Linked DNA regions of Mus musculus: regions 1, 2 and 3 are each linked to region 4. Evidence: chromatin contacts called from public promoter capture Hi-C data. All regions are on one chromosome and are shown on one strand. The core of a region is the stretch at or near the end of the contact, and the rest is flanking DNA. Distances in the headings are between cores, read along the strand shown.

Region 1 (4,178 bases), core at 259-2,758, 150 kb before region 4:
AGGCAGTCTGTGTTCTCTGAGCCACAGTGTCTACATCTCTAAATGGGGATAATAAAGAGTCTTCTTTTAGGATTAGATGATTCTATGTGGAAGCTAGGAACCTGGGCATATAGAAAGCCTTTGACAAACTGGAGCTTGATGACAATAATAATGATGATGATGATAATATTGTTATTATTATTACTATTATTATTACCATCACTAAAACACCAGCAATGGAACAGCAGGGAGGTGGAAGTGGGGGACAGTCAGGAATGGTGTTTATATGCAGAGAAGTGTTAGATGTTACAAGTTGGGGTGCGGGTGTTGGGGTGGGGAGAGACTGACTGAGAGACGTTGAGAAAGGTAGATGGAAACTGGCCCCTCCTAACTAGGTGATGAAGCCCAGTGTTACAAGTCGGTTCCAAGTGGGAGGGCCTGGGGCTCCTGGGAACAGAGAAGCAGTCACACTTGTCGAACAGGGACAAGATATGGGGAGGATGCTTGGGTTTCCCCATTGGAACTGTGACCAGTGGTGAGGGCCACGAGTACCGGTGTGTGTGTGTGTGTGTGTGTGTGTGTGTGTGTGTGTGTGTGTGTGTGTGTGTGAGAGAGAGAGAGAGAGAGAGAGAGAGAGAGAGAGAGAGAGAGAGAGAGAGAGATATTTTGTACTGATCCCTCTTTCCTCACCAGGGCTGCCCTGGCCCCTGGAAGGCTTCGGGCAGTGAGCAAGCAGCAGTACAGTGGCTGTGAGCTCTTACAGGCACACATGTCTTTCCATGCAGGTAAACAGGATGGGTGTCTAGGTCAGCTTCTCCCTCCCCTGGTCTTCCCGCCTACTCTTGCCCTGGGGGTGACTGACCCTCCCAATTCCCCTGCTCCGCACCCTGGGCTCCTGAACTCTCAGTGCCTGAACCCTTCCTTGTCACTAACAGAGGTATGCCACTCCTTCAACACCAGGGTACCCAGAACCTCAGAACTTAACCACAGCCCTAGAATTCCCAGTGTCTGACTGCACTGTGGATGTGTGAGAGGACAGGCACCTGCAGGTAGAGGCATGCCAGGAGAAAGATGGGAGCTGGAAATGGTCACCTCTTTCCAGTCTTCGTGCCCCTGTGCATGCTGGCTTACCCGGGATGGGTCCTCTATCCTGTGGCTTTGCTCTCTTTATACCCTTGGGGTCTCACCTGTTTGTGAGCCCTGCTTCCTAAGTACCCCCACCCTGCCGCCTCCAAAAGACAACAACACCTATCTCCTTAGATGCTCCTGTCCCCACCCTGTGCCCCAAATTCCTGAGGTTAGGCAACTGGAACACTTTTGCATCCGTCTCATCTTATTCTTTCCCCTCCCTCCCGATGGCCTGCTCCGGAGAGCTCTCTCTGTTTCAACACAAGCTCTCGCTCACAATTAAGCTTCATTACCCTATCTGTGGATAGGCCCTGAGTCACTGGAGGAGGGATCTTAAGCGGCCCAGCCCTGTTACCTTTTCCCAACCTACAGTATAAGGGGTAGTGGCAAGAAGAAAGACTCTGGAAAGCAGGGAAGTCTGGGAACAGAGAGAGAAGGCTGTGGGTCCTGGGGAAGGAGAATAAGGAAGCAAGGAAGGAAAGGAAAAGGTCTCAGCCCAGAGGAAGAAAGAAGGGAACAAATAGACTGGGCTGCAGACATCCTCAGAGGAGAGAGGGAGCTGGGCAGAGATGAAGCTACAGGGCTCTCTGGCCTGCCTCCTGCTGGCCCTATGTCTGGGTGGTGGGGCAGCTAACCCGCTGCACAGTGGAGGGGAGGGCACAGGGGCAAGTGCTGCCCATGGAGCAGGAGATGCCATTAGCCATGGAATTGGAGAGGCTGTGGGCCAAGGGGCTAAAGAAGCAGCCAGCTCTGGAATCCAGAATGCCCTAGGCCAGGGGCACGGAGAGGAAGGTGGCTCCACATTGATGGGGAGCAGAGGCGATGTTTTTGAGCACCGGCTTGGGGAAGCAGCAAGATCTCTGGGGAACGCTGGGAATGAGATTGGCAGACAGGCTGAGGATATCATTCGCCAAGGGGTAGATGCTGTCCACAACGCTGGGTCCTGGGTGAGTGGCTGGGAAGCCGGGTGTGCGGACAGGGGGTGGGGGTGGCTGGGTCAAGAACCTGGAGATGGATCAGAGGGTGAAGAGATAGTTTCTATTGTTGTCATGAATCTTCTCTTTCCTGCATGGTCCCCCCTCCCCCTTCCTTCTCTCCCTGATGGTTCTGATTCCCTCTCTCATGGTTGTCAGACTAAGGACTGGTGTATTGTCTTTGCAGGGGACATCTGGAGGTCATGGCGCATATGGCTCTCAAGGTGGTGCTGGAGTCCAGGGCAATCCTGGTCCTCAAGGGACACCCTGGGCCTCAGGAGGCAACTATGGGACTAACTCTCTGGGTGGCTCTGTGGGTCAGGGTGGCAATGGCGGACCACTCAACTATGAAACCAATGCCCAGGTAAAGTCACTACCCAGACCCATCCCTCAACCCTGTTCTCTCCACCCCTCCTTATTTCTGGATCCTAAACTCGGTCTCTGGTCTCTGCCTCCATGCAGGGAGCTGTGGCTCAGCCTGGCTACGGGACAGTGAGAGGCAACAACCAGAACTCAGGGGTAAGAAGAAGTGTGCACGGGACACAGTGGCAGGGATGAATAGAAGGGGAGGAGGAAGGGGGGGAGAGTGGAGGTCACAAGCCAGGGAAGAGGGAGGGAACTGGAAAGGGGCAAGAAAGCCAAGCCACAGGCAGCAAGAGAAGCCTGGCCTGTGGAGGTCGTTTTGACATCTCGTCCCTCATGACATCCCCTTCCATCCACAGTGTACCAACCCCCCACCTTCTGGCTCCCATGAAAGCTTCAGTAACTCTGGGGTAAGAGGAGTGCTGTCTCTGGTTTGGCTCTGGGAAGGCGGGATACAATGCTTTCTGAGGGTGGGGGTGAGGGTGGGGGAAGCTATGCAGGGCCCTGTAAGGGGACAAGGAAGACAATTGTGGAGTCTCTGTCCTTAGATATTGCTCTGTTCTTCTGGCCCTTAGGGAAGCAGCAATGATGGCAGTCGTGGTAGCCAAGGCAGTCATGGCAGTAATGGTCAGGGCAGCAGCGGTAGAGGCGGTGGCCAAGGCAACAGCGACAACAATGGCAGCAGTAGCAGTAGCAGCGGCAGCAACAGTGGCAACAGCAACAGTGGCAACAGCGGCAACAGCAACAGTGGCAACAGCGGCAACAGCGGTTCTGGGTCCCGGGTAAGTTTCTTTCTTAGAATGGGATCACAGTTCCGGTGGTGGGGACACTGGCACTGAGGTTTCCCTTAAAGCTGTCACAGCCCTCGAGTGGATGGCTTCAGTGACAGTGGTCATCCGCAACTCCTTCAGCCCCCCGCCCCCGACTTTCCCCGCCCTAATTACAGGGCTCCTTACGCAGGGGCACCGACTGTGCACACTGCCATGGTGGGAAAGCTCTGGCCCGGACCTAACCTTTACTGCTTGCTGAGCAGAGCCGAGGTGGAGGGGAGGGAAGAAGGCAGGTGGGCATAGGATAATATTGTAATCTCCAGCACAGGGGAAGCCGAAGCAGGAGGATTGCTATGAATATGAGGGCAGCCAGAGCTACATAGCTATGTCTTAAACAAAGCAAATAAGAAAACCCCCACTCGTTTGGGGTGCTTCCAGGAGAATAGGGGAAGGTTGTTATCATGGAGACTTAAGGATAGCTGCGGTGTAGACAATGCTAGTAACTAACTGTGCACGCGTGAGGTTCCCATGTGATGAGTGAGAGCCCCAGGAGAGGCACCTTAGAGAGGAGCTGAGAGAGAGAGAGACAGAGACAAGGAGAGACACAGAGAGAGACAGAGAGACAGAGACAGGCAGAGGCAGAGACAGACAGAGTTCAAACTTGGAGGCCACACGAGTTTCCTTAGGGGTCTGAGAATTGTGCCACCCAAAGGAGGAGGCTGGTGCTGGTGCCCAGCGGTGGAGAGTGCTTGTCTGGGGTGTACTAAGTCCATGTTCCATCCTCAGTTCCACATAAGCCAAGTGTGGTGACATACTCTTGCAACCCTAGCTCCTGCAGGTAGAGGCAGGATCAGGAGTTAAGGCCATCCATGGCTACATAATGAATTCAAGGTTATCCTGGGTTACATGAGAACCAAAAAATCACCACCAACAAACAAACCCAAATAAATAAAGGCCAGTTGCG
Region 2 (3,954 bases), core at 592-3,091, 160 kb after region 4:
CAAAGCACATACTTGGGAATGGAGCCACCAGTCACCGATGGTGCAGGGGAGTCCCACATGCTCACACAGACGTTGCCATTTCTCTGGGACCAATCCCAGAGGCCGAGAAATCCTTCAGCTTCTTTAGTAATCTAAATCAATGCTACAGGTTTGCCATTCAAGTAACTAGGGAAGCCGAGGCAGGAGAAATTCTACTTCCAAGCCAGCCTGGGATACGACTAAGTGCAAGGACAGACTGAACAATTTAGTGAGATATTGTCACAAAATAAAAAGTTTTTTTTTTTTTTTAAAAAAAAGGATATAAGATACAGCTCAGTGGTAGAGCCCCTGCCTAGAATCCCCCAGTGAAGGGCTGGAGGTGTGGCTCAGTGGTAGAGTACCTGCTTAGAATCCCCCTATGAGAGGCTGGGGGCGTGGCTCAGTGGTAGAGCCCCTGCCTAGAATCCCCCTGTGAGAGGCTGGGGGCGTGGCTCAGTGGTAGAGCCACTGCTTAGAATCCCTCAGAGAGGGGCTAGCAATGGAGGCTTGCTTAGCCTGCTCTTCAGGCCCTGGACTTAATTAACACTTATCACTCACACACACACACACACACACACACACACACACACACACACACATACCATGCACACACATACCCTGGACCCATTTGTTTAGATTAGACATATATTTCTTGTAGTTGATTTGGGGACTATTTCTCAGATGTCTAGGGCCCCAGCAAGCTTTGGGGAGCTCCAGTAGTGGTTAGGGGTCTCAGCTATGGATGCTTGTGGTCTAAGGCTGCCCCCTGATACTCTGTCACACATGCATGGGTTGCAGCTGAGTGCCCAGCCTATGCGGCCATTTTTCTCAGTTCCAGCCTGACTCCCTCATACTGTCTTTTCAGCTTGATGAAGCTGACACTGTTCTTATCCCACACAGCCATCACATGGGAATTCATCCTAACGCTGTGTGCTCTATCAATATGGCTGCTGAATCTCACCTCTTACACTTCTCTCTCCAGACTCTTCCAAGACCCCAAAGGACCACAATCTCTGAGTGAACCAGAGTGGGAGCCAGCACAGAGAGAACCAGCCTTGCTGGGACACTAAGCACCCCTCATCTGCTTCCTGCCTGTGCTAGTCAGAGGGCAGCTTCCGTGTTTTCCCCTACTCCAGGACGGTGGATGGTCATATCTGCAGGGTAGGATGCATACACCCTTGTCATCTGAGTCCCCATCTCCTAACCAAGTCCCGCTTTACAGCTTCCCTGGATCAGACTTCTCTCTCCTGGTGTTCATCTATCTTCCTTGTGCCCTAATAATACCTGGCCGCTCAGACACACACCTCCATCTGCTTCCTCCCCCCAGGGCACTTAAATTACTCTTCATCTACTTAGTTACCCCTAGACACCCCTCTACTCTCATCCACTGAGAAACCCTCAATCACGATATTACGATGTAGTCACTTCCTGTACACCCTGACACCTCAGATACCTCAGGTAAACCCAGACTTCTCATCTTCTCAGACCTCCCCCAGGCTTCCCCAATCCGTCTATGAATATCAGGTGAGTCCCCCCAGTTGTATAATCCAGTCCCACAGAGGTGAGCCATCTGGGACAATCAGCTGACAGAGGCGGGTAGTCTCCTGTCCCCATAAAAGAATCTTTAAGCAGGAAAGTTTTAGGGGTCTTTAACCCCAGTTTCTATGTAATAGGTGCAGTTAGAGGAGAGTTAGAGAGAGTGGGGGAGCAGAGGCTCAGGGAGGAAGGGGCCCCCAAGGCCACTCACCTGAGTAGCTCAACAGGCTGAGAGGTGGTTCCGGGAGAAAGCAGAGTATGGACTTGCCAAGCCGGGACAGCCTTTATCCACACTGCCACGCCCTGAGCAAACCTGGGCAGGCAGGCACAAGTCAGGTCTCCCTGAGGCGAGGGACGCCCCCACTCCATTCCTCCCTTAAAGAGACAGTTCTACTCATTCTTTAACTATAGTAGCCTCAGGTAAAGTGGAAGGGGACCAGGGTGGGCTGAGGATTGGAGGGAAGAGGGTGTGTCTGATCTCCCAAACATCAAAGGAGACTGGGAACGGGGAAGATTCTGGGGTCCTTAATGACAGACGCCCATCATCCTGGAACGATGTGGGAGAACGTGGAACATACATGTAATCTGTTTCTGATTTAGGTTGTAGTGGGGGTGGGGCTTTTTCTTTATTTGTTTGAGACAAGCTCTCACTATGTAGCTCTGGCTGGCCTGGGAACTCACACTACAGACCAGGCTGGACTTGATCTTGTTGAGAGTCACCCATCTCTGTCTCGCAGGCTGGGATTTAAGGCATGCACCACCAGTTGTTGTTTTGTTTGGGGATGCACCCACTGGCATTTGTAGGGAACTAAAGCCCACTCTCCATTCTGCATTCTTTGTTGGCAGGGGTTAATAAAAGACACTGACAAGGCCAAAGTTGTAATAGGAAGAAGGCACTCAAGTGGTGGGTAGAAGTTGGGGAAGGTCTGGTTCTTGGGGTTCATAGACCAGGCCCCAGAAGACTGAAAACCGAACTGACTTTCAACGTTTCTCTCAGAGATGAGGAGATGTCGGGTGGACGTTCAATCTACGGAGTGGGTGTGGGCATGGATGTGGATGTCAAAGTTGTCTTCCTCTACTGCAGATGAGTTCCCTGTACTCTACAAGCCCCCACCCTTCCCTGCCCCCTGTCCAAATGGCACTCCTTCCGCCTGGGGTCTGTAAGGCTCCCACATGGTCCCTGCTGGAGGTGCCCCCTCCCCCAAAATTCTTCCTCCTTACACAGAAGAACTTTTGTCCGGGGTCTGGATGGAGAACAAGGCACCATTGAGTGGCTGGCAGAGGATTGGGGTCACCGGGAGGGGCAGGGCCAGGAAAGGGGTGGCTTCTATTCGGCCACCAGCTGGACTCCAGACGACCCCCAACACTATGGTGAAGGCGGTAGGGTGGAGACCCAGAGGCACCAGGCTTGGGAGAGGTTGCTGTTGTGGGTGTGGAGAGGAAAGTTTAAGGGAACTTAGGGCCAAGGGTCTGTGGGGCAAGGAAAAGGACTCCCCACTTCTCGCCAAGGCCTCCCTCCCTGATGTAGCTCACTTAACTATGATAGTCTGTGTTCCCTGTTGGTAGCTCCTGATCTTCAGGCCCTAGCCAGGACAAGGCATCCTGCCTCCCATAAAGGAGCGGAGCCCTCCCTCAGGGCAGTACCAAAGCAAGAAGCACAGCTAGAGATACAAACAGAGGAAGGACAGGCCTGGCAGTGGTCTGGCCTGGGATGGAGGGAAGAGACTTCCAGGTCCCCTTAGGGCATCTTTGTACCTAGCCACATCTTCCAGAAGCTCGACTGCCTCTGGGGAAAACATCTAAAACCCTTGGTGGTCCTAAGAGTAGGAGAGTGTCTCCCTCTGCTGGACATCATAGAACTACATGCATCAGAGAGCAGGAGCTAGGTGGGGTGGGAGTGGGAAAGCTTGGGTTTCTGTCCTTCATCCCTCCTGGGTGTGCACCCAGATGCTAGAGGGACCAGGTGAGAATCGCGAGCAGATTGTGAGGCAGGATGAGTGTGAGAATGACTATCTTGTCTAAGATAAGTGGCACCCTGTGGTTAGATGTAAGCAGTCTTCAGTCTCCTTGATAAGGGACCAAAGTGAGGTGTGTGAGGTGTATGTGTGGAGGGGGGTGATACCACTGTGGCAGAGAGACAGTGTCTGTGTGTGGTGTGGTGTGGAGTGGAGTGTGTGTGTGTGTGTGTGTGTGTGTGTGTGTGTGTGTGTGTATGTACTTGTATAGGGATAAAATATCCCCAGAGAGTCACACCCATATGGAAGAAGACAGAGGAGAGATCGGTAATCCCACTTGTACTTTGACATTTTACCTACTGAGAAATGTGCTGTTTCTTAAAAAGCTTACGTGAGGGGGCTGGAGAGAGGGCTCCACAGTTAGGAGTGCAAGCTGCTCTTGAAG
Region 3 (4,088 bases), core at 1,143-3,642, 250 kb before region 4:
AGCAGTTTTGTTTACTGTGTCTACTTTTGACCATGTCTCACTATGTAGCCCAGGCTGGCCTTACACTCATGTTGACCCTTCTGCTTCATCCTGAGTGCTGAGACTATAGGACTCAAGACCTTCCTCTCTCCAACACCAATGCCCCATGTCCATACACCACTGCTCCCCATCTCGTGCCTGGCTCACCCTGGATCGCAATCCCTGGGAGCGCAAAGATCTGGGTTGTTTTGTAACATGGTGTTCCTGACAGACCCATCACCTCCAGGGCCTAGAGCAGAATATTTGCAAGCTGACTATTGGTTGAGGGAGAATATTAACCACACAGGCTTCTTACCTTTGGATTGTCCTGATAGGCATGCCTAGAGAAAAGAGAATAGAGTTAGGAGATGGCTGGGGCTTCCAGGGGAGAAGGCAGGAAGTAGAGGCCTTGGTTATGGACAAGGCTAGACAAAACTGGTGAAGATAGGAATCAATGAATTTAAGAAGCAGTTACCAGAGGAGGTTTCCCTGGATCTTCTTGATATTCCTGCATTGGAGAGATGAAGGGAGAGGAGTTGCTGTGGGCCTTCCCTGTGCCTTTCCCACTCTCTGACCCCCTCCCCTGCACTAGGTTTGGCTTACCTCTGACTACGCACATGCTGCACAATGTAGGCCCAGATGTCAGCGCCCTGACTCAGACACAGCCTGAAGGGATACAGCATAGAGTATGACTGGAGCATTGCCCAGGAGGAGAGGAGGACCCTCCACTGTCTCCACAGTTATGGTGGTGGAAAGTTCCAAGATTTCTCACTTCGGTGGGTGGGCCTGGGGGTTGTCACTGAGAGGGTGGCCTTCTCCCTAAGTCTGAGGGTATTCTTATTCCATGACAGGTTCTATTTCTTCTAGGAGAGGTTTAGTTGTAGTCACTTTCAGAGGTGGGTGTAAGAGGTTTCCACCCCAGGAAATGGTCTTTCATAACAGGGTCATATGCTACTGGTTTCTGCAGATTTGATCCCCAATAGAACAGCCACTGCCAACTGCCTAGTGTCACCTTTGATTAGGGTAAGAGTGGGTAGGTGAGGTGCTGTAGGAACCCCCTTATTCTGCAGATCTGTCTCATTCTCGATGAGGGATAAAGAAATAATAGTTTTGTTTTGTTTTTTTGGTTTTTTGAGACAGGGTTTCTCTGTATAGCCCTGGCTGTCCTGGAACTCACTTTGTAGACCAGGCTGGCCTCGAACTCAGAAATCCGCCTGCCTCTGCCTCCCGAGTGCTGGGAAGAAATATAGTTTTTAGCTTAATATTTTGTTTTGTTTTGTTTTTGTCTTTTCAAGACAGGGTTTCTCTGTGTAGCCGAACTCAGAAATTCACCTGCCTCTGCCTATCAAGTGCTAGGATTAAAGGGGTGCGTCACCACGCCCGGCTTAGTTTTTAGCTTAATTAATGTATACCAAAGTTATTTGCAGAGCTTGCTTCCCCTATCTCTGTCTCCTGCTGCAAGCTGTCTGCAGCAGCCACTCTCTATCTTCAGCTGTCTCCTGCTGCTTAAAGAATCTTCCCTTTCTCCAGGCAGTGGTGGCGCATGTCTTTAATCCCAGCACTTGGGAGGCAGAAGCAGGTGGATTTCTGAGTTCTAGGCCAGCCTGATCTACAGAGTGAGTTCCAGGACAGCCAGGGATACACAGAGAAACCCTGTCTTGAGAAACTCAAAAAAAAAAAAAAAAAAAAAAAAAAAAAAGAAAGAAAGAAAGATTCTTCTCTTTCCCTGCCAGTGTAAACAAATTCAAGACCACCCGGCCCCTTCCCTATCTGCAGGGACAGACTAGTGGTCATAAAGACCACAGCTGCCAGAAATGACCATCCTTGAGAAAACCTCCCTAGCCCTCCTCAGCCTGAATTCTGAGGAAAACTACAAGCTGCTTTGACCTTGCTGATTGCTGACAAAGTTTTCTGCCAAATTAAAATTATACTGTTGCTTTATTAGCCAATAATAAAATAGCTGTGTGAGCCCTTTCACAAAAAGTATAAATTAGCTGTATTTAGACAATCGGGGTTGACTCTCCCTGCGAGGCTGAGCAACCTCATGTGCGTCGGATTAAAAACCTCTTGTTATTACAGCGTCTATGATCAAGCTGTGTTTCTGGGGGTCGCGTTCTCTACACCTGGGCCCCGGGGGTCTAACAGGGCGGTGATCTTACTCCTCGAGGCTAATTCCAGGATGGGGAGACCTTACTCCAGAAGCAGCCTCACCTACGCAGCGTCGACTCCCGGGGGCGAGCTGCTAGGGGCACCTCCATCTCTTCAGCAGCCCAGCGACTCAGTTCCCGCTCTTTCTGCGTTAGTTCCATGGCTGTCACAGAGCTCAGCTGCAGTCGCAGCTTCCCGCACTCTCTTTAAGTATGGCGCCCATCTATGACGTCAGGAGCGCGACGCTGAGATGTCACCGGTTGCCAAGCAGACAGCAGGTCCCGGCTGACGGGTCTCTCTGTACCGGGCCGCTACCCGTAGCGGCTCTTGGCGCTCTAGTGTATGTAGGTTAGTAAATGAAAATGAAAAGGATGGGGTGAAATTCAGACACCCGCTTATCCACCTTTGTTCTTTCACTCACTGTAAGAGGCAGAAGGTTCTAAAAGCTTCACTCTACCTGGGGAAAAAAAGGGGGCGGCGGGTGGGAACGTGCAAGAAATTTCCTTTTCCCAAACTCGGGCTTTTAGACAAAACCCATCATTCTCTCAGGGACTTAAGAAAATCGTTTTTACTTGCTAAAAGTGGTCATTCTCCTCGTCTTTGGCAGAAGGGACATAGAACTCTTCCATTAATCTATGCCTTTGGTGGCGTCTATTGGCATATCGAGGTCTATGCTAGCTTCTAGGTTCCTTCAGGCCCTTCTCACAACAACCTCTTACAGAGTCATCCTGCCTGCCTGGCATACCCCGCCCCTACACCGAATCTCTCTAGCCCCCGAGCTTTGCCCACTTCAGATTCTCATAACTCAGCCATTTTGGCCACTCCCCTCTTTATTCCCAAGCACCCTCGGGGTCCTCTTGGAACCCTCTCTCCAAGTCTTCTCTTCTTAGCTCGCCCCCGCCCCACTCCCCACCTCTCCTCTCGTGGCCCCATCTATTTTGCTGGTTATATTCAGTCTGAACTCTTCCAGATGCCTCTGGCTGTACTCTTCTTCATGTCTACAGTAAAATCCTTCTCACCCATACTTAGGAGCATTCTTGTCCTGTTGTGGGTTGCCCTGGCGCCATTTGTATTTTGATGTTTATTCTGCTTCATCAAGAGGAGCTGTCCTCTACAATGAGCAGAGCGCATACTCAGGTGATCTCACTGGGCCTTCTTCCCAGTCTCAGAGAGGGAGGAGAGAGACATGGCCTGGAGAAGCCGCAAGTAGCAAGAAGTCTCATAGTTGGCAACTAGATTAGTACAGTGATAGATCTGCCCAATCTAGGCATATAGCTTATAACTATAACTGAGTTGTGTGTTTTTTATACGGGCTTATTGGGGTGAGAAATTACCGCAACATTGTCCTGATTTTCATTCAATGAGAAACAAATGAGAGACAATGGACTTAATGCTCATTTTATTAATTTTTAATTTAGCTAACTTTTCTATATATTTTAAGATATGTTAGATCTTATTTTGTGAGTATATGTTTTTTTGCCTGCATGCAGTACGGTAATTCCCCAAATTAATCTGCAAGCTCCACCTGCTCAGGAACCAGATAACTTCCTGGAATGCAGGAATTTAATTTTTAAAAAAGATTTATTTATTATTATATGTAAGTACACTGTAGCTGTCTTCAGACACACCAGAAGAGGGCATCGGATCCAATTACAGATGGTTGTGAGCCACCATGTGGTTGCTGGGAATTGAAGTCAGGACCTTTCAGAAGAGCAGTCAGTGCTCTTAACCACTGAGCCATCTCTCTAGCCCCCGTCTTATCTTAAAAATCCAGGTTTATAGAATTTTACTAAGATAAAAACTGCACCTCCATGCACGTATGTACAGCAATGTACCTTTCAGACAGCCACACTCGTAACATAAAAACCCACTTGCAATTAATTTTAGAAAGATTAAATGGTTTACACTATTAGAACTTGATT
Region 4 (4,522 bases), core at 1,250-3,749:
CCCCAGATCTCCCCTGCCTGTAACTGCAGAGATCTTTAGAGTAATAGATGTCACCGTTCTTCAGCTAGGTGGTTTAGGGATGTTTGCCTTGTGTCTGTCATTCTTGTGTCTCAAGTGGGCACTGGGGTTACAACTCTGATGTCATTGAGGTAGGTGAGCTTGACTGTGTGCCTCTAAAGTCCAGAGGGTGCATAGCTTGCCTAAGGTCAAATAGCTGGTCTACAGACTTAGCAGCCAAGCTGTGCTGTCGCTGCATGGTTGGGGCAGGTTAGTAGTGATCTAAGTAAGCATTCCTGCTTCTCCGTCCCTCAGAGAGTGCTAGGCAAAGGCAGAAGCAGCTCTCCTCCTGAGATAAGAATCGGTTAGTTGGATAAGGAAAGCAGTGGTATCTCACCACTCACCTTAGTCTCCCTGAGTTGGGGATGTCTCCTGATTCCACTTGAAGTGGCCTTTCAACCTAGAACATAAGTCAGTCAGGGGTTATGGGGTGAAAGCCCACCACCCTGCTCTTCCATGTATACTATGGGCGGTGTCCGTGTTGTAAGGGCATCCCCACAGTCTCTGGTACCCGTGGATACCCAGGATGCTCCCACACAGCTTCAAAGATACTGTACCACCACAACACCCCACGCCCCAGCTGGGGCGTGGGAGTGCCATGGGGAAGGAAGGGAATGGTAGCTCTAAGATGAGGGGAACAGAAAGTGGTGAGTCCATGAGCAGATGAGGCCTGGGGGTGGCAGGCAGGCAAGGACCCAGCCCCATCAATGACTGGGTTTCACAACATCAGCATTCCCAGCATGCCGTGTGAATTCCTGCCGCCCTCTCCCACCCGCAGCAGGCTCAGGGTGTCCCCACCCTCACCAGAGGCCAGTAGCCAATACAAAAGAGCCCTGTTCCTTTGGGGGTGTGGGTGCCCCATCCTAGAGACCTCCTAGGGGTAGGTGGAGTGTGAGTGAGATTGGTTGCTCCTGACTGGGGTCTGCAAGGGGCCAGGAGAAGCCAGAGGCGATGGCCCCTTGGCCCCCGCTGCCCTGTGGGTCGATCTGGACTAGAGCCAGGATTTTGAAGTAGCTGCTTTTCCCGGCCTTGGCTGCCCTCTTCCCACAGATGCAGACGCATGCCCAGAAACATGCAAACGCTAGTAGGAAATGTGACAGCCAGCAAGAGCAGACTTACAGAACAGAGATTTGGAGACCCATGAGGACACACCCCTACCCTGAGACCCCTGTGTCTACAGAGAAGCATCCTGGTTCAGGCCATGCGGAGACCACCTGACTGTCCTCAGTCTTGGACATGCACACCTGGGTAGTCATGGCTCTGGATTTCCTGCTCGCAAGTGTGCAAGTCACAAGAACCTGCGCACACAGAGAGCTCTACCCAGACACATCTGTGGGCACAGGGCAGCTGTGGGCCTAGCATCTGTGACTGGAAGCAACGGGAGATACCCAGAGGTAAGGACCAATCAACTCAGCACAAGCAGATGGGTGATACAGTCATGCACAGGGTGCATTCTCCTCTGGGGCAAATTCTGATCTTGCGATGTGGGCCTAAGCAATCTCAGCTAGGACAACGGGAAAAAAAGCCCTCTAAAGAGCCACAAGGCAATTATCTGCAAGACAAACAGATCCCACATCCATCATGTTAGCTTTCCATTGGAGAATCCGGGAGCAGTGACTGCATACTTGTCGCCCCCAAACTTGGGAAGGGAGGGAAGGAGGATCAAGAGTTCAAAATCAGCCTTGGTTACATTAACAAGTTGGAGGTTAGTCTGAGCTATGAGTGGCCCTACTTCAACAAACACAAACAAATCCAACGAAGGGGTGGAGATAGGGAAAAACACACCTACCAAGTCTCTTCAGGGAACTGCAATGAGGAGCTGAGGAACGCTAACACAGAAGGCTGCACAGGGGAGGAGGACACACACACTGTCACCCTCACTGTGTGCCCAGGTGTTCACAGCCTGCTGGCCTCATCCACATCCATGTGGTGGATCCCCGTGTCCGATGGCTCTGTACCACCCCTTCTCCCCCAATCCAGATCACTGTTCCATCTCTCCCAATTTTGCAAACCCCAGGGGAGCTGGCCTTGCAGAAGTTCCCACCATTGATGAGGTAGGTCCAGGAATGAGGTCCCCTTGTCCTTTCTTTCTGTCACTTCTCAAGGCCTCATTGCTATCTCTGATTCCCCCCCCCCCCCACTGCCTCCACTAAGATCTTTGGTTGGTTTGGAAGCCCATTCCAAAGCAATACCCTGCCCTGTTCGAAGCAAGTGGCCCTCCGGTTCACGGTGGCCCTCCTCTGCTTGCTGGCATACCTGGCCTTGCACATGCCCTGATGTCCAGCGCCCCCGACCCCCTGGGGGTCTTTCACCCTAGCCCTCTCTGCCTCAGTACTCACTTGGACGATCTGACTTCTGCACCTTCTGCTCGGCTGGCCGGGCTTACAGTCCCTTGGGCTCCCAGGGTCTAGGCCCCCACTTGCCAGCCCCTCCTCTGCCCCCTGGGTGCCAGGGGCCGCCTGCCTCCAGGGCCCAGCTCCTCCCTGCCCCCGGGGGAGGGGGGCACAAAGGGGCCCTTGTCACCATCGGGCTAGGGCTGGGACTGGGCAGCTTGATTCCTGGGTCCTACTAGCTCCTTCCTAGAAAAGATGGGGGTCTGCCTTGCTCCTCCCTTCCTCCATTAATATACACCCCAATTTGGGAGTTGAGGAGGGAGGAGTGGCCTCATCTTTCTGAAAGCTCCAGGCTAAAAGGTGGAACCTGTTGTCTTGGAGGAATTAATTGGTGGCAACACTGTGACCTTGGTCCCAAGAGATAGGTAGAGACTGGTTGTCAGGAAGAGGAAACACACCCTCTCCTAGTTCTGCTCCAAAGTCACCTCCACCTTGCTGAGAATCACTGCCCCCCCCCCCAAATGCTTTCCTTCCTGGTCTGTTTTCTCTTTAACACTTCTTGTCCTCTGAGATGACATTAGCTGCTGTCTCCTTGAGATCACGACCTTCCCTTGGTAAGGACAGGGACGCTGTCTATTGTTCTGAGTCTGTCTCCACCTGTTAAGCAGAAAATAAGTGCTCATGTCTATTCTTCTAATGCCCTGTGGCACCTTGGCACTCAGAGATGTCATTCTTAACTCTCATTCCTGGAAAGCTGTCCTCACACCATCCTGCCGACCCCAGCCTGCTCTTCCAGAAGCATAGCACTTAACACTGGAGCCAGCGGTTCCCCCTCTTTTAAAAAAAATACATTTATTGATTTACTTCTTTTAGATTTATTTGTGCTATGTGTATGGGTGTTTTGCCTGCATGCTTGTCTGTGCACCACTTTCGGATGCTCATGGAGGCCAGACAAGGGCATCAGATCCCCTGGATCTGGAGTTACAGAGGGTTGTGAGCCACCATGTAAGTGCTGGGACTTGAACCCAGGTCCTGTGAGAGAGCAGTCAGTGCTTTTACTTACTGAGCCATCTCTCCAGCTCCTTCTTTTTTTCTCATTTGCCCTCTCCCTTCCTTCCTTCCTTCCTTCCTTCCTTCCTTCCTTCCTTCCTTCCTTCCTTCCTTCCTTCTTTCCTTCCTTCCTTCCTTCCTCCCTTCCTCTCTCTCTCCTCTTCCTCTCCCTCTCTCTGTCTCTCTCTGTCTCTGTCTCTCTCTCCCCCCTCTCCCTCTCTTCCTCTCCCTCTCTTCCTCTCCCTCTCTCTGTCTCTCTGTCTCTCTCTCTCTCTCTCTCTTCCTCTCCCTCTCTCTGTCTCTCTGTCTCTCTCTGTCTCTCTCTTTCTGTCTATGTGTGACTTTGCAAATGTACCTTAGTTCTTTTCTTTCACCTTGAACGTCCCAGGGATCTAACTCAGTCATCAGGCTTGGCATTGATACTGTTACTCACTGAGCCATCTTGCTGGCCCACTCCATGCCCCCTCCCCTCTTTTTAATTTGTTCTGTGACTCTCTTCAGACTGACCTCCAGCTCACTATGCAGCTCAGGCTAGCCTTGACTACAGCATGCCTAAGTCTCCAAAGGGCTAATATTATAGATGCGTGCCACCACGTGTGGTCCCTGCCCTTCCATTTAGAAACAGTCCTTTCTTTCTATAGAACTCAACATGACTGAAGCTGGCCACCCTGCTCTTGGGGATCCTGTCTTGTCCCTGCCTAATATTACATCTAGCTTGGAGCTCTGAGAGAGTGCTTCCCACAGAAGCCTGCCTAGGTATTTGCTTGGGATCTTTAAAGCTAGGTTTTGTGTGCACGGGGCCACGGTGGTTTTCTGAGCTGAGTGAGGACTCTCTGGGTGGAATCCAGGCACGGGCTTTGCAAGGTGGACAGGGTGTTTGTTAGAGGTGAAACTGAGCAGTTTCATGGCCCTGCAGAGGCCAAAGCAGAGGTTGGGGGTCGGGGAGTCTTTTATTCCAGGAGTGAGGGCAGGGAAATCCCTTAGACCGGGGAGTGGATCAGGCGTCAGGAAGACTGGGGCTGGGGAGCAGTGACACCCCCCACCTCAGGCTTCATGATGTCAGACTCTGCCCGTGCCTTTCC

What was found. Capture Hi-C pulls out chosen DNA fragments and counts their contacts.
Region 1: a promoter capture Hi-C map of adipose tissue shows a contact between it and region 4. The contact joins the promoter of Dmkn here to the promoter of Mag in region 4. A contact is called at or near these places in 11 of 39 promoter capture datasets (the C10 cell line, the HPC-7 cell line, cranial neural crest and 7 more), 1 of 15 datasets of contacts at CTCF or cohesin (pro-B cells), 3 of 484 Hi-C or Micro-C datasets (bone marrow-derived macrophages, nephron progenitors and pre-megakaryocyte-erythroid progenitors) and 4 of 9 other capture datasets (adipose tissue, embryonic stem cells, liver and 1 more).
Region 2: a contact with region 4 is called in a promoter capture Hi-C map of adipose tissue. The contact joins the promoter of Fxyd3 here to the promoter of Mag in region 4. A contact is called at or near these places in 5 of 39 promoter capture datasets (the C10 cell line, the HPC-7 cell line, cranial neural crest and 2 more), 1 of 484 Hi-C or Micro-C datasets (bone marrow-derived macrophages), 2 of 115 datasets of contacts at active chromatin or transcription factors (effector CD8 T cells and epiblast stem cells) and 3 of 9 other capture datasets (adipose tissue, liver and macrophages).
Region 3: a contact with region 4 is called in a promoter capture Hi-C map of pancreatic islet, with 4 times the contacts expected there. The contact joins the promoter of Haus5 here to the promoter of Mag in region 4. A contact is called at or near these places in 10 of 39 promoter capture datasets (the C10 cell line, the HPC-7 cell line, cranial neural crest and 7 more), 1 of 15 datasets of contacts at CTCF or cohesin (large pre-B cells), 2 of 484 Hi-C or Micro-C datasets (B cells and bone marrow-derived macrophages), 4 of 115 datasets of contacts at active chromatin or transcription factors (bone marrow-derived macrophages, embryonic basal ganglia, forebrain and 1 more) and 4 of 9 other capture datasets (adipose tissue, liver, macrophages and 1 more).

Annotation. Positions count from the first base shown.
Region 1 is chr7:30,762,248-30,766,425 of GRCm38.p6, forward strand. It overlaps Dmkn (dermokine), which reads left to right and starts at 1,509. Exons shown (of 20, transcript NM_001166173.1): 1 at 1,509-2,054; 2 at 2,269-2,445; 3 at 2,544-2,600; 4 at 2,804-2,854; 5 at 3,020-3,226. The coding sequence starts at 1,677.
Region 2 is chr7:31,074,856-31,078,809 of GRCm38.p6, forward strand. It overlaps Fxyd3 (FXYD domain-containing ion transport regulator 3), which reads right to left and starts at 1,842. Exons shown (of 8, transcript NM_008557.2): 1 at 1,766-1,842.
Region 3 is chr7:30,662,602-30,666,689 of GRCm38.p6, forward strand. Haus5 (HAUS augmin-like complex, subunit 5) reads right to left here and starts at 2,393. Exons shown (of 19, transcript NM_027999.1): 1 at 2,230-2,393; 2 at 622-684; 3 at 494-526; 4 at 335-359. The coding sequence starts at 2,327.
Region 4 is chr7:30,912,423-30,916,944 of GRCm38.p6, forward strand. Mag (myelin-associated glycoprotein) reads right to left here and starts at 2,500. Exons shown (of 11, transcript NM_001346085.1): 1 at 2,397-2,500; 2 at 402-457.